Regions from separate parts of the Sus scrofa genome. Here region 2 is linked to region 1. The links are chromatin contacts, called in public Hi-C maps. All regions are on one chromosome and are shown on one strand. The core of a region is the stretch at or near the end of the contact, and the rest is flanking DNA. Distances in the headings are between cores, read along the strand shown.

Region 1 (6,113 bases), core at 2,046-4,545:
ATATCACTGAATCTGAGTGAGGCTAAGACTGATAGGAGGCATCAGCTTGGTGCTCACACAGTATATCTTTGAGTGGTTTGGAAAATTTTCAACTCTGAAAAATTGCCCCCAAATAACCTACAATTTACCTCTGCCCTGGTCTGACTGCAACCCAACGGTTGCCAGGACTGAGGCATGGCTTTCAGGCCTCAGTGCGTAAAGGCCTTTGAGATAAGCGTCTCCTTTGCTCCTGGAGCCCCTACTTTATTGCCAGGGTCCTTCAAGCATCAGGTACTTTTCCTTCCTTCCTCACAGATACCTCCATTTACCCAAGTCAACAGTCTGCAAGGTAAACTCCGAGGTAGAAGACAGTGTTACAAGCTCCCACTTCCTCCAAAATAACAGTATAAACAACAAAGAATAGGCAAGGGTAACAAAAGAACAAATATGTAGAAATTACTACAGTTTCAGAAATCACATAATGTGCAGCTCAAAAAAAGTTGTTATAGAAGCTCTTGGCTGGTTCTAGAAATTGTCATAAAATATGGTCCAAACCTGTCTTGATTGGATGCTACATGGTCTTATTTTCATGCTGTGGTTTCCTTCATCCCTGAATCCCCCAAACAACTACTAGAAAAAAAATTTTTTACCAAAAATAAAAGTTTAACTTACAAAGACTCCAAACAACACTCTGAAAATCAGGTCAAATTTGTCTACGGCCATACCACCCTGAACATGCCTGATCTTGTCTGAAAATCAGGTCAATTTTATTTAAAATATTATATGTTGTAGGATTCAACTAAGAGCCCTATACCTAAACCACTTACTCTTTGAAAAATACTAGAATGATTGTTAAACAGGATGGGAAATCGGAATCATTAGTCCAATAGAATTAAATGCAGCAACGTTATAGAGTTCCCATTGTGGCTCAGCAGGTTAAGGACCTATTATCTCTGTGAGGATGCTGCTTCAATCCTTGGACTTACTCAGTGGATTAAGGATCTGCTGTTGCTGTCATTGTGACAAAGGCCTCTGCTGCAGCTCCGATTTGACCCCTGGCCTGGGGACTTCCATATTCTGCAAGTGCAGCTAGAAAAAGGAAAAAAAAAAAAAATGCAGCAATATTATCAAGGTTTCAGCCAGGGCACTGGCATCAATTTTATAGTATAGATGAATATAGGTATTCATTAAAATAGTATTCGACCTGGCCCTAGAACTATACACATCAGGCATTTTACCATTATGCAGTTAATTTATTAAAACCCATTCTCGCTTCCTTTTGCCTCTGAGCTTAGATCTACAAATTCATTTGTTCAGTATTCAAGATTCAACAAATCTATTGAGTCGTTAGGATATGTCAAAACTATACTAGACTCAAGAGAATAAACTGCAGATAAGACATAACACTCATGGTTTCACAGAGCTTATTTTACATGTGTGTGTCTTAGAGTGGGGAAAGATATGGGAAGGGTTTTATAAAATAAATAAATCAACACACACATATGACAACATAAGCTACAGTAAACTCTGCGGCAACATAGAGCAGTGTAGAGGGGGAGAGTATGAGATGGTAGGGAAAGTGTTGATATTAACACTAATGGGTAACATGCATTGAGTCCTCAGTGTGCGACTGAGGCTCAGTATGTGATAGGCGTTGTTGAAGTGCTTATGTGTGTACAAACCCATATAATCCTCTCAATACCCTATGAACTAAGGACTATTAATTCACCCCTATTTAACAGACTAGTAAGTCTTAGTGAGGCATAAAAAAACTTAAGTTACTTAATCGAGGTCTGCCTTGCTGTTAGGTGGCAGAATGGGAAGCTGCTCCCAAGGCGTCTGTTTCTAGAGCCTGGGCATCTTCCTGCCCATCAGACATGAGCGTGACCCAGCACAACTGTGATGGAAAAACCAAGCCAAATGGAAATGTCTGAATGGCCCTCAGGAGGAAGTTTCTATCTCTACCGTATCGTCAAGAACATAAACTTTCAGGGGTGGTTGGTATATTTTTCTCTTTCTCTGGAACGTGAAAAGTGAAAGGAAAAAAAAAAAATGTGGAGAAGGTAGAACTGGAAAATTCAGTGTATTCAAGAGACATTTTCTGACAAGAAAGGAGTTAATTGGCAACAATTTTAAAATAAGTTTACATGCATTTTATCTAATTAACCATTTTAGAGTAACAACCTGAATCATTCAGCGTAGTTTTATGATGAGTGATAGACAAATGTAAATAAATCTAAATTATTGAAAAGAAAAAAGTATTAGTACAGGTAGTATAATAATTATGAGTCTAATGTACAGAGGATGACAGCAAAAAAATTCAGTATTCTTTGAGTGGCAGTCAACTAACCTCACTTGTAACATTAGCATCTTTTTTCATTTAGTTTCTTTCTTTAACATGAAGTGACTTCATTTTCTTTATGAATGAAAAACTGATTTTGAACCACTGCTTACCTATCCTCAAAAAATACACTTATAAGCTTGAACACAGACACTCAAGATTTGGAGACATCCAACCACTGCCTGAGACACTCTAATTGACATCTGTACTTTGAGCTCCTCTGATAAATACAGTGATAACATTTCGCAGTCAATGTAGGGGCATGGTCCTCTATAGCCTACATTTCAATGAATGGCAAATAAATTTGATTAAAATAGACATTTAAAATTACTGTAATCAATAAGAACATATGTGGAATATCCCACTTCATTTTATGAGCTGTCTTTACACAACTGAAATGACTGTTTTGTTCTTAAATATTCTACATGAAACCATCACAGTTTGATTCCTAAACCAAAGACGCTCAGAATAATCTTACATATTTATGGGACAGTTTTACAGGTTGACTTGTTTCTGAAAAATAATACGGTAGCATGAAAAGCGGACACGGATTCAGGCAGGCACATTTTTATTGTACATACGACTTCTTCCAGTGAGTGTGTATATCAAGTTTAAGGCCTCTGGTGAATGTTCTCATGTGTATAAATAGGAAGGCACATTATTGAAGAGAATAAGGTTTTTCAAACCTAAGGATTCAAGAGCCTTCAAGTCCAAAAATCATTCTGGGTTGTCAACAAGTCTAGAGTCTGATCCATGTCGGTAGCGAACCTTATATCCCATAAAGAGAGTAAATAGACGTGTGAATTCAGACCCACAGGCACGCACCGATACCCCAGCCCGATGTGGAGATAGGCAATCCTTTATGTCTGTTCTGACTTTGGCTTTTGCAGCTGCTGTTTTCTCAGTGTTGTCTCCGGGGCAGTTTCCTGTTGCCATAGCTGATGGCCTGCCCACGCCTGCCTGGGCCTTTCAAGTGTCAACACTCCCAGGCCTGCTGCAGTGGTCAAATGCTTGTTAATGAGATATAGCAGCTGGGTAGGGGAGAACCACTGAGACGGATAAAGGAATGCCTCTGGTGCAGGAAGCGATGCCTTTTGAATCTTTTCAGCGGGGTGAAAGCTTTCAAATCAAAGAGGGTATGTTGTATTCATTAATAAACCCGAGTTCCCATGCAGTCACATTAAAGCCAGCAGTTTAACTTTGCATCAGACAGGTGAATGCCCCACCCCCCACCCCCGGATTTTACCCTGAAAGACAATGAACAAGAAAACAAGGCTTTGGCTTGGAACAAAGCAGCACTTCCTCATCTGTGGGGCTGACCAGACTGTTAGACAAGCAGGGGTTGCTGCATTCTTTTTCAACTTATCCTTTTGTCCGTGTGTGTGTGTGTGTGTGTGTGTGTGTGTGTGTGTGTCACACACACGCGTGCATGTTTCAAAGCTCAGAGCAACCACTCCTGCTCCCTTCTCCGCAGTCCTTCAGCAAGAGCATTTCTTTTCTTTTCTTTTCTTTTTTTTCTCTTTCTTTTAAAACCTGACTTTCAAAAGCAGAATTAACAGCTACGTGTGAGGGAAAAGATACCCAGGCATGGATGTGGGTCGTATCACCTTTATCTCAGGAGGAAACTATCTGCCCACCCCCAGCCTCCAACCCCCATCCCAACCCGTCTATGAGATGGTTTCTCAAGGGGGCCATGGAAGTTGGCAGCATCCTAAGACAGCTTCAACAGCTGGGAGAAGCCAGAAGGGAAAGAAAAAGATACTTGAAAGCATCTAACTGGGAAAGGTCTAAAGATAGTGTTGAAGAAAATATTATTATTCTTTTAAGGGCATTGACTCAAAAATCAGACTCATAAGGAAAGCAAATAGTCCATGCTAAATAGATCAAAGATGGATCCTCTGCTTTAGGGTTGTTTGAGACCGTTCAGAATGAATGACACCAGTTTTGAAATGGGAATGTGTAACTTGAACCAGCAGAGATAGAGAAATATTCTTGCATCTCCCTTTTTTTTCAACAGTCTTATAAATCAGCTAACAATTCACCAGAGCTATCTGAACACCACAATGCAAAGGCTGTACCTATGTATTATCCTGATGGCATTTGTAACTGCAAAGAAGACTAGCTCTCCCAGGAAACAAACAGAGGGGGAGAGATGCATTCTTCAAAGTACTACAGTTTTTTAAATAGCCACAAATTGATTTTAGGCTTCAATTTTTATAAGGAGGTCTTTAGCCCATATGAGAAGAGAAACAGTAATCCCCTTTATTGGATGCAGGTACCAAGCTAGATAGACACTTTTTTTAAAGGTATGTATTAAAATGTAAATAGATAGGTAGATAGATAATACTGTGAGTAATTCTATGAAACCTTTTTTTACTCATTAGGACCTTAAGTTGTGGAGAGTTTATATCAACTACCCAAGGCCATAATTGATAGATAAATTTTAAAAGAACACTCTTTACTGAGCTTGCACTTGTTATTGTGCCAAATTGCCTCCCTGGTTGGGCTGGTTTTGGCTGCATTGCTCTGACCTATCAGGTACTGTCTGATAAAAAGAAAAAAAAAAAAAAAGAAGAAACTGACCAATCCAGAATATCCAGTGCTGTATCTGCATGCATCTGTGAGTGTGTGTTGCGTATACATGTGTATATTTGTGGTAGGGTATGGGGGTACATTATTAATAAATAACCCAGATCCTAAAGAAAAATGCAGTAAAATGATGGAGCCTGTATTTCCATTAGATTTAGCCTAGAGGTGACTGAGGGTTATGTTATATTTATATTTCATAATTTAAAAAGCATCTCAGGGCTGTGTATCCTGAAGGCACTCCAGGACAGGATCAGAATGCCTGGAGAACTGAGGAGGGAAAAGGGTCAGGTCTGGAAAAGGTCCTTGCTTAGAATCAGCAGAGCATATGCTTCTGGAACGCTTGCTGTTCTCAATCTCTCATCTATGTCAGGTTAGGAGAAACTTCCTTATGGGGGAATCTACAGAGATTCTGCACAGAGAAATTCTGCCAAATCTTGATGATTCATATTTACCTAAGAGACTCTGTCCAATGGTGGATTTTCTAAAATCTCATCTCCTCTGCCTTCGCCAAAGTTCTAAGCATCTCCAAGGAGCTGCCGGGCCTTTTCCTTCCAGCAGCACTAACAGTTTGACTCACCTGGAGCCACTGCCTCTGCCCTGGCTCCCAGGAATTTGCCTCCCTTCTAAGAGCATCCAGTCCAACCCCACACCACGGTGAACTGGGTATCCACCAGGAGCCTAGAGCGTTCTCTCCCACCCAAGGGTGGAACACAGAAGCACATGGGTCCAGCCCTGTAAGCAGCTCAAACCTGAACTTTTTTGCCTATATCCCTGTTTTTTTGTTTGTTTGTTTAATTCACTAGATCATTACCCTTGGAAGCGTAAAACCCTAAACAGGCACAAAATTATTACAGTTTCTATGTAAAACAAAACAAAAACCACATTCCCCAGAACACAGCGCCCTTAATGGAAGTTTGGCATTTGATACGCTACTGCATTATGTTCTTTTCAGCCTCCCCCCAAGTTACCCCCACTTTACACCATATCCTCTCCTATCTTTTGCTTTTTTTTTTTTTTTTTTTTTTGGCTAAGATTTTGACTTAAAACTCAAGATATACTAAGTGACAAGTAAGTAGCCCCTTTCTCAAATAAAACCTGCAATAACGTGCCTGAATTACATTAAGGAATGCTGGAGGGGATCCCAAAAACCAGTGTTTGAACAGTCAACCTGACAGAATCCTAGGACACCATTGAAAGGGCTCCT
Region 2 (6,398 bases), core at 3,740-6,239, 110 kb before region 1:
AGAGGGAAGAGGGCCAATCTCTGTCTAATGGTTCCAAACAGGGCCCGGGCCCGGCCCTCTGGATGCTGACGAGTGGGAAATGAAACACAGATGGGTCAGATGGGTAAGGAGAGGGGGATTACAGGTCAGGCCAAAGAGTTGGAATAAATTAAGTGCTTATGAGGTACAGAATGGCACATTGTTTAAGTGAATGGACAGGGAAAAAACATTCCAGCATTGTTCATCCGCCGAGGGAGCCCAACGCTCCTCTTCCCAGACGAGCCCAGGCCACAGAGCGCCTCCTCCTCGCCAGGATGTTTGTGACCCACAGACTGAAAACGCGGCCAGGCGGTGCCCGAAACATTATCCTAGCCTCCAAAGAGGCCAGTTTGGCTTTATTACACGGGAGATGTAATTTATTGGGAGAAATGTTTGGGTTCGTGTGTCGGATGGTGGAGAGTCAGATTTGGAGTTCCCTAGGGATCTCCGAGGAGAAGGTGAGTAACCACAAATTAATACAGCAGGGAAATAAAGTGACAAAAGAAATGTTTCATTGTGCCTGAAATCTTGAACCAATTTCCCCCTCTTTAGCCTTTTAAACCTTTGCTCACAAATCAAAGAGGAGCTCAGCTGAGAAAACTCAGCAGAAGCCTGGAGGCCTCGATAACCCCAAAAAGGGGGCAGGGTCCGATATTCTTTCTGGTTTACGTGCCTTCACAAAGTAAGGAAAAGAGCAGAAAAAAAAAAAAAAAAAAAAAAAAAAGACACCTTGTTTTTAGAGTATTAGAAAACAATCCAAACAATTAGATACCTAAAGGAAAGGTAACAGATCTGTGCATTTTGTGTTCTAGGTGTGTTAAGGAAATCACCAAGTCCCAGAGTGTAGACAAGCCCGATCCCTTCGCAGCAGGTAATCAGCAGCCAGGCTGGAGAAAGCGTGTTTTCTTGAAGGAACCAAACCGAGAGAATGTGAGGGCGGAGAGGGTCACCTCAAAGGAGAGAGCTGAAGTCGCAGCTGCCAACAGAATTAGAAAAGTTCTAAAGCTGGGGATTAATGGTTTCTTTTTTAGCGCGACAGAAATTATTTTCAGAAGTTTATTTTCATACCAGCCACGTTTCCATTTTATGGGCTTGACCTTTAGCAGAATATCCCACAGGCAACGCGGGAGACAGTGGTGCTCATGCTGTGAGTATGAAAAGCTTCTCAGTGGATCGATTGGGGCAGGGCAACTCCAGGCACACGGGGAGATGACTCCCAACGACCAGTGTGGAAAGTCTGGATGCAGCCTCTCTTTCAAAGGCCAGTGATTTGCACTGTTAGGATTTTAGTAAGTGGGTCCAAGTGAGTGAGAGCTGATTATGTGCACATGTCATCTTACTGTATACTGTTTAGCTGTACTACTTATAATGTCAATATTTTACCTTTCCCCCCCAATCTTCCCCCTGCCCCCCCCCGAGCTTTTATTAGTCCTATGCTCTGAATCTTGGAAGGGAACCCCAGGAATAATCAGTTTGTAAAACAAATTTGAAAAAAACGATCATGACACAAGCATCAGTATTAAGAATTGGAGAGAAAAAAAGGACTGTGGAGAAATGTCCAGCTTGTGCTGAGCAAAAACATAAAACTGTTATTCATGGAAAGAAGGACAGACCCATAAGAAACTAATATCCGGTTTGGGATATTTGCTTTTTCCTTTCCAATAAAAGCGATGATTTTTTTTGGGGGGGGGTTAATCAGGAACCTCCTGAGTCCTCTGGACCACGCCTCCAGCCGAGTGTCTGAGTGTGGTCCAGAGGCCACCACAGAGCTCTCAACTTGACTTTCTGGGTTAGACCCTGAAGCATTGAGCAGCAAACAGACCCTTCATGTCCCTGTGAAGGTACTTGGGCCACCTGGCTTCGTGCCAGGGGTTCCCAGAAAATGGAAAGTGTGCTTGCAAACTAGCAACAGAGTGGCCACATCTCTGTGACTGAGGCCTAGTGCAGGATGCACAGAAGTTTCCGTGACAAAAGACCCTCAAGCAAGGCAGTAAGGATGAGGCCATTGTCACCTCCAGCCACGGCTTCCTGGCTGTAGCCATGCCCGACTGTCCTCTCACAAGGTCTTCTGAGGGATGTGGCCCTTGGGCTCACCAGGCTGGAAAAAACACTCCATAGGCACAGCCGTGGGCTACATCGAACATCTCTGCCATCCCACTGTGAGCATGGAGCAGTACACAGCCAATAAAAATGAATCTCTTAAGGCGCATCCCCAAAGTTGTATAACCTCCAGATCCCACAAAGCCTGGAGCCACCCCTGGGGTTGCCGTTTATGAGAGGGAACATTAGGGAGAGTTTGCAGAGAAGAAAGGGAGCTAGACTGACTTTCTTGATGTTTCTGGCTTAACGCCCAGGAGAATTCAGGCAAAGCTGTCCATTCGGTTGGTAACGATACAAGCAGGAGAATAGGACGGAAATCCAATTCTTCTGCTCCCTGGGGTGTGACTCTCATACTGCATCGCACAGCTTTCATTTCGCGAAGAACTTGTGGGTAAGCCTTTCGCCCAACCTAGGAATTCTTTTCAGAGGAAGTCATCAATCCCCAAGTACCCATTACTTCTTCTTTTCTTTTTGTCTTTCAAAACAGGTAACACAGACAGAAACATGAGGGCTTGGGGCCACATGGTAGGAATTTTATTTCCCCCAAAAAGACTTCCAAAATAAGGAAGGAAAGACAAGTGTCCCCCCCACCCCACCCACAATTTTGCTTTCTGTGGTTTCAGTTTGACCCATGGTCAATCATAGTCTGAAAATATTCAAGTAGAAAATTCCAGAAATAAACAAACAATTCGGAAGTTTAAAATTGCATGCCATTCTGGGAAGCATGATGAAATCGCATGCACTCCGGCCTCATCCCACGTGGGATGTGAACTGTCTCTTTGTCCAGAGTATCCAGCCCCCGAGTCTCTTAGTTGCTGCTGGGTTATCAGGTCGACTGCCATGGTATCCCAGGGCTTGTGTTTAAGTCACTCTTATTTTACTTAAATAATAGCCCCAGAGCACAGGGGTAGTGATGCTGGCAACTCAGATGAGCCAAAGAGAAGACATAACAGTGTTTCCTCTAAGTGAAAGTTGAAAGTTCTAGGCTTAAGGAAAGAAAAAAAATCATATGCTGAGGTGGCTAAGCTCTACCAGAAGAACAAATCTCCTATCCATGAAATTGTGAAGAAGGAAAAAGACATTCGTGCTGGGTTTGCTATCTCACTTTCAACTGCAAAAGTTGGGACCACAGTGCCTGATAAGTGCTTAGTTAAGATGGAAAAGACATTACATTTGTACAATAAGTTACGATGTCACTTATATGTGGAATCTTAAAAAAAAAAAAGATAACATAAAATGAATGTATTTGCAGGACTCACTTACTTGGAAAGCAAACAGTTTCAGTTACAGTTACCAAAGGGGACAGGTAGAGGGGTTGGGACTGGCATGTGCACTCTGTGGTTTATGGAACGACTGGCCAACAGGACCTGCTGTATAGAGCGAGGACGTCTACCCAGTATTCTGTGATAATCTATTTGGGAAAAGAATCTGAAAAAAATGGATGAGTGTACATGTTTAACAGAATCACTTTGTTGTAAGCAGAAATTATCACACCATTGTAAATCAACTATACTTCAAGCAAACTTTTTAAAAACGGAGAGAGACCACATCCATGTAACTTTATCATAGCATATCATTACAATTGTTCTATTTCATTAATAGTTTCTGTTGTTAATCTCTTATTGTGCCTAATTTATAAATTAAACTTTATCAAAGGTATGTATATATAAGAAAAAACATAGTATATATATATGGCTTGTATACTATATACATTTTATATATATATATGATGTATATAGTACATATATAATATATATGTACATGTGTAATATATATATACTATACTATTATATACTAGTATACTATTATATACTATAGTATACTATTATATACTATAGTATACTATTATATACTATATACTAGTACATATATATACTATACTATTATATACATATACTAGTATACTATATACTAGTATATATATAGTATATATCCACAGTTTCAGGCATCCACTGGGTGTCTTTGACCGTATCTTCCTCGGATAAGGGGGGAACTACAGTATCGACTAACTATCGCAAAGCACAGACTTCATACTGTTTTCAAATGATGGGGAGATATTTATACTTTTCTCCTTGGACTCTCTTATAAACAGAAGCAGATGTTCACAAAGCAACTGACCAGGCCAGGTGTGTCCTTCAAGGCTACCTGCATTCAACAGAGGCGACCACAGCCCAGACCCATCCTTCTTGGGAGAATTTCAAGATGCTCCACATAGTGGTGCCTAGCGCTCTGTGCACTCAGAGGCTAGAAGAAAAGATACAGAGGTCCTCTTTCAAGGAGAGGCCCTGATGTTTCTATTCTTACAAGGATTCTTTGGTAATAAATACAGTGAAAACACCGTCACCGTAGAGATAATACTTAATGCTCAAGAGGTACGTAGCAGAGATTGCATTCCAATCAAGGACTTCCGTAACCCTGTCTACCAAGCCAGTATCACCTGTAGGCCAGTTCACCTTCATCCAGTCACTTTACAGCACTTGAGTGTTTGCTGTCCGCTCAATTAAAATCCTACTCTGGTGGGAAAAACCAGATTTCCAAATGGGGACTTTATTGATTCAATAAAATTTAAGAAATTCTGCTTATGGAAAAACTCATTAACCCAAACTAATAAATACGAGTTTACCCTGCAGTCTGGGTCCTCTTTATTTGACAGAATTAAAAAATCACTCTGGAACAACTTAGTTCACTTTTCACTTGTTAATGGAGCTTAATAGTTCAGTAATTCGCTTTCTGTTCTAAGCTGGCGAACTCTTCATTCTTTCCGACACAACTTGCATTCTCTTGCTCTCAACTTTACAGAGCCTGCGGGTTACAAAGAGGGTTCACAGAAGTGAAGAGCAGGGAGGAAGGGGGAAGGAAGGAGAACTTTTCCTCGGGCTGATGTAATGGCTCGAGGCTCAGCCCCTCCTAGAGGGTGGTGTCAAATTGCAGGGCACTGTTAAGATTCTTCAGCAAAGTTTCAAATGCAATGTCCCTGTGAGGGACAACGTTATTATCGCATACATGTCACAGCAAATTTCCACTTCGGTTCAACATCCTCTAAAAGAAACTGCAAAAAGCCAAAACTGCATGTGCAGTGGACAAAACCTTCCCATCAATTTTGCCCTCTGGCACAAAGACTTTCCTTTGGAAGGCTGCTACTGTACAAATGTTTGCTTATTCTTAGTACAGAACTTATGATGTCAGTTTTTTTTTTAAAGCAAGAATGTGTTAAAAGTAGTTGTGGCTGACTATGGATGTCTGAAGGTCTTCGGGATAAAGTGCAGAGCTTGAGGGGCAACGTCAGAGTTTGTTGAGATATTTTTGTCACTGTTCAGTTTTCCCAACACCTCTGGAGAGATGCCCCAACTGCACCTGTTGTAGCCATATAAATCACACTCCAACCCACCTGCATTCTCTGGACCAACCACTGCCCACCAAACAGTAAACCACTAGTCAGCTCTTAATGTGAAAATCTTAAAAGCTAGTTGTAAGTCAGTCTGAGTTGTTGAATCTTTGAAATATGTCATATGGTTTAATTGCTTAATTTTCTATCACTCCACAATCCTTTTTTTCCCCTTAATCTATACTGACTTAGGAAGAAGGATTTTTTTATGCAGACAGGAACATTCAAACTACTTCCACGTATACAGATAAAAGTAAATAATTGTTTCGTCTCTGGATACAAACTGAGGATTCTACTACTACCCCCAAAAGTGAAAAGATGCACCTTATGTTCATATTTAACACTATTTATAATAGCCAAGACATGGAAGCAACTTGAATGTCCATCAACAATGGATAAAGAAGATGTAGAATGTACAGACACACACACACACACACACACAAACACAAATGGAATACTACTCAGCCATTAAAAAGAATGAAATAACGCCATTTGTAGCAACAAGAATGAACCTAGAGATCATCATGTTAAGTGAAATATGTCAGAGGAAGACAAATATTACACGATATCGCTTATATATGGAATCTAAAAAATAGTAAAATGAACTTATTTACAAAACATAAATAGACTCACAGACATAGGGAAAAAAATGCATGGTTACCAAAGGGGAAGGTGGAACGGAAGGAATAAATTGGGAGTATGGTATTAACATATATAAACTACCATATATAAAATAAACAACAAGGACCTACTGCAGAGCACCAGGAACTATATTCAGTACCTTGTAATAAACTACCATGAAAAAATAGAATCACTTTGCTGTACACCTGAAATGAGCACAATATCGTAAGTCAACCACACTTCAAAAAAAAACAGAAAAGTAAAAACAAAACAA

The links. A called contact is a pair of places that touch in the nucleus more often than the background predicts.
Region 2: a contact with region 1 is called in a Hi-C map of skeletal muscle, with 1.7 times the contacts expected there. The contact joins two enhancer-like sites. A contact is called at or near these places in 6 of 47 Hi-C or Micro-C datasets (embryonic fibroblasts, epiblast stem cells, fetal skeletal muscle and 2 more) and 1 of 2 datasets of contacts at active chromatin or transcription factors (skeletal muscle).

The regions. Positions count from the first base shown.
Region 1 is chr11:51,744,578-51,750,690 of Sscrofa11.1, reverse strand. No RefSeq gene overlaps it. Among named protein-coding and RNA genes, the nearest start is that of NDFIP2, 250 kb to the right of the region's middle. Within about 2 kb of position 3,295, at least 27 of the 83 cell types and tissues checked have an H3K27ac peak or open chromatin away from gene starts, as enhancers often do. A contact at or near this core is called in fetal skeletal muscle and skeletal muscle, where this site is marked.
Region 2 is chr11:51,860,887-51,867,284 of Sscrofa11.1, reverse strand. LOC102162312 (a long non-coding RNA gene) reads left to right here. Exons shown (of 3, transcript XR_306270.3): 1 at 1-476; 2 at 831-889; 3 at 4,211-4,747. Among named protein-coding and RNA genes, the nearest start is that of SPRY2, 290 kb to the left of the region's middle. Within about 2 kb of position 4,989, at least 11 of the 83 cell types and tissues checked have an H3K27ac peak or open chromatin away from gene starts, as enhancers often do. A contact at or near this core is called in fetal skeletal muscle and skeletal muscle, where this site is marked.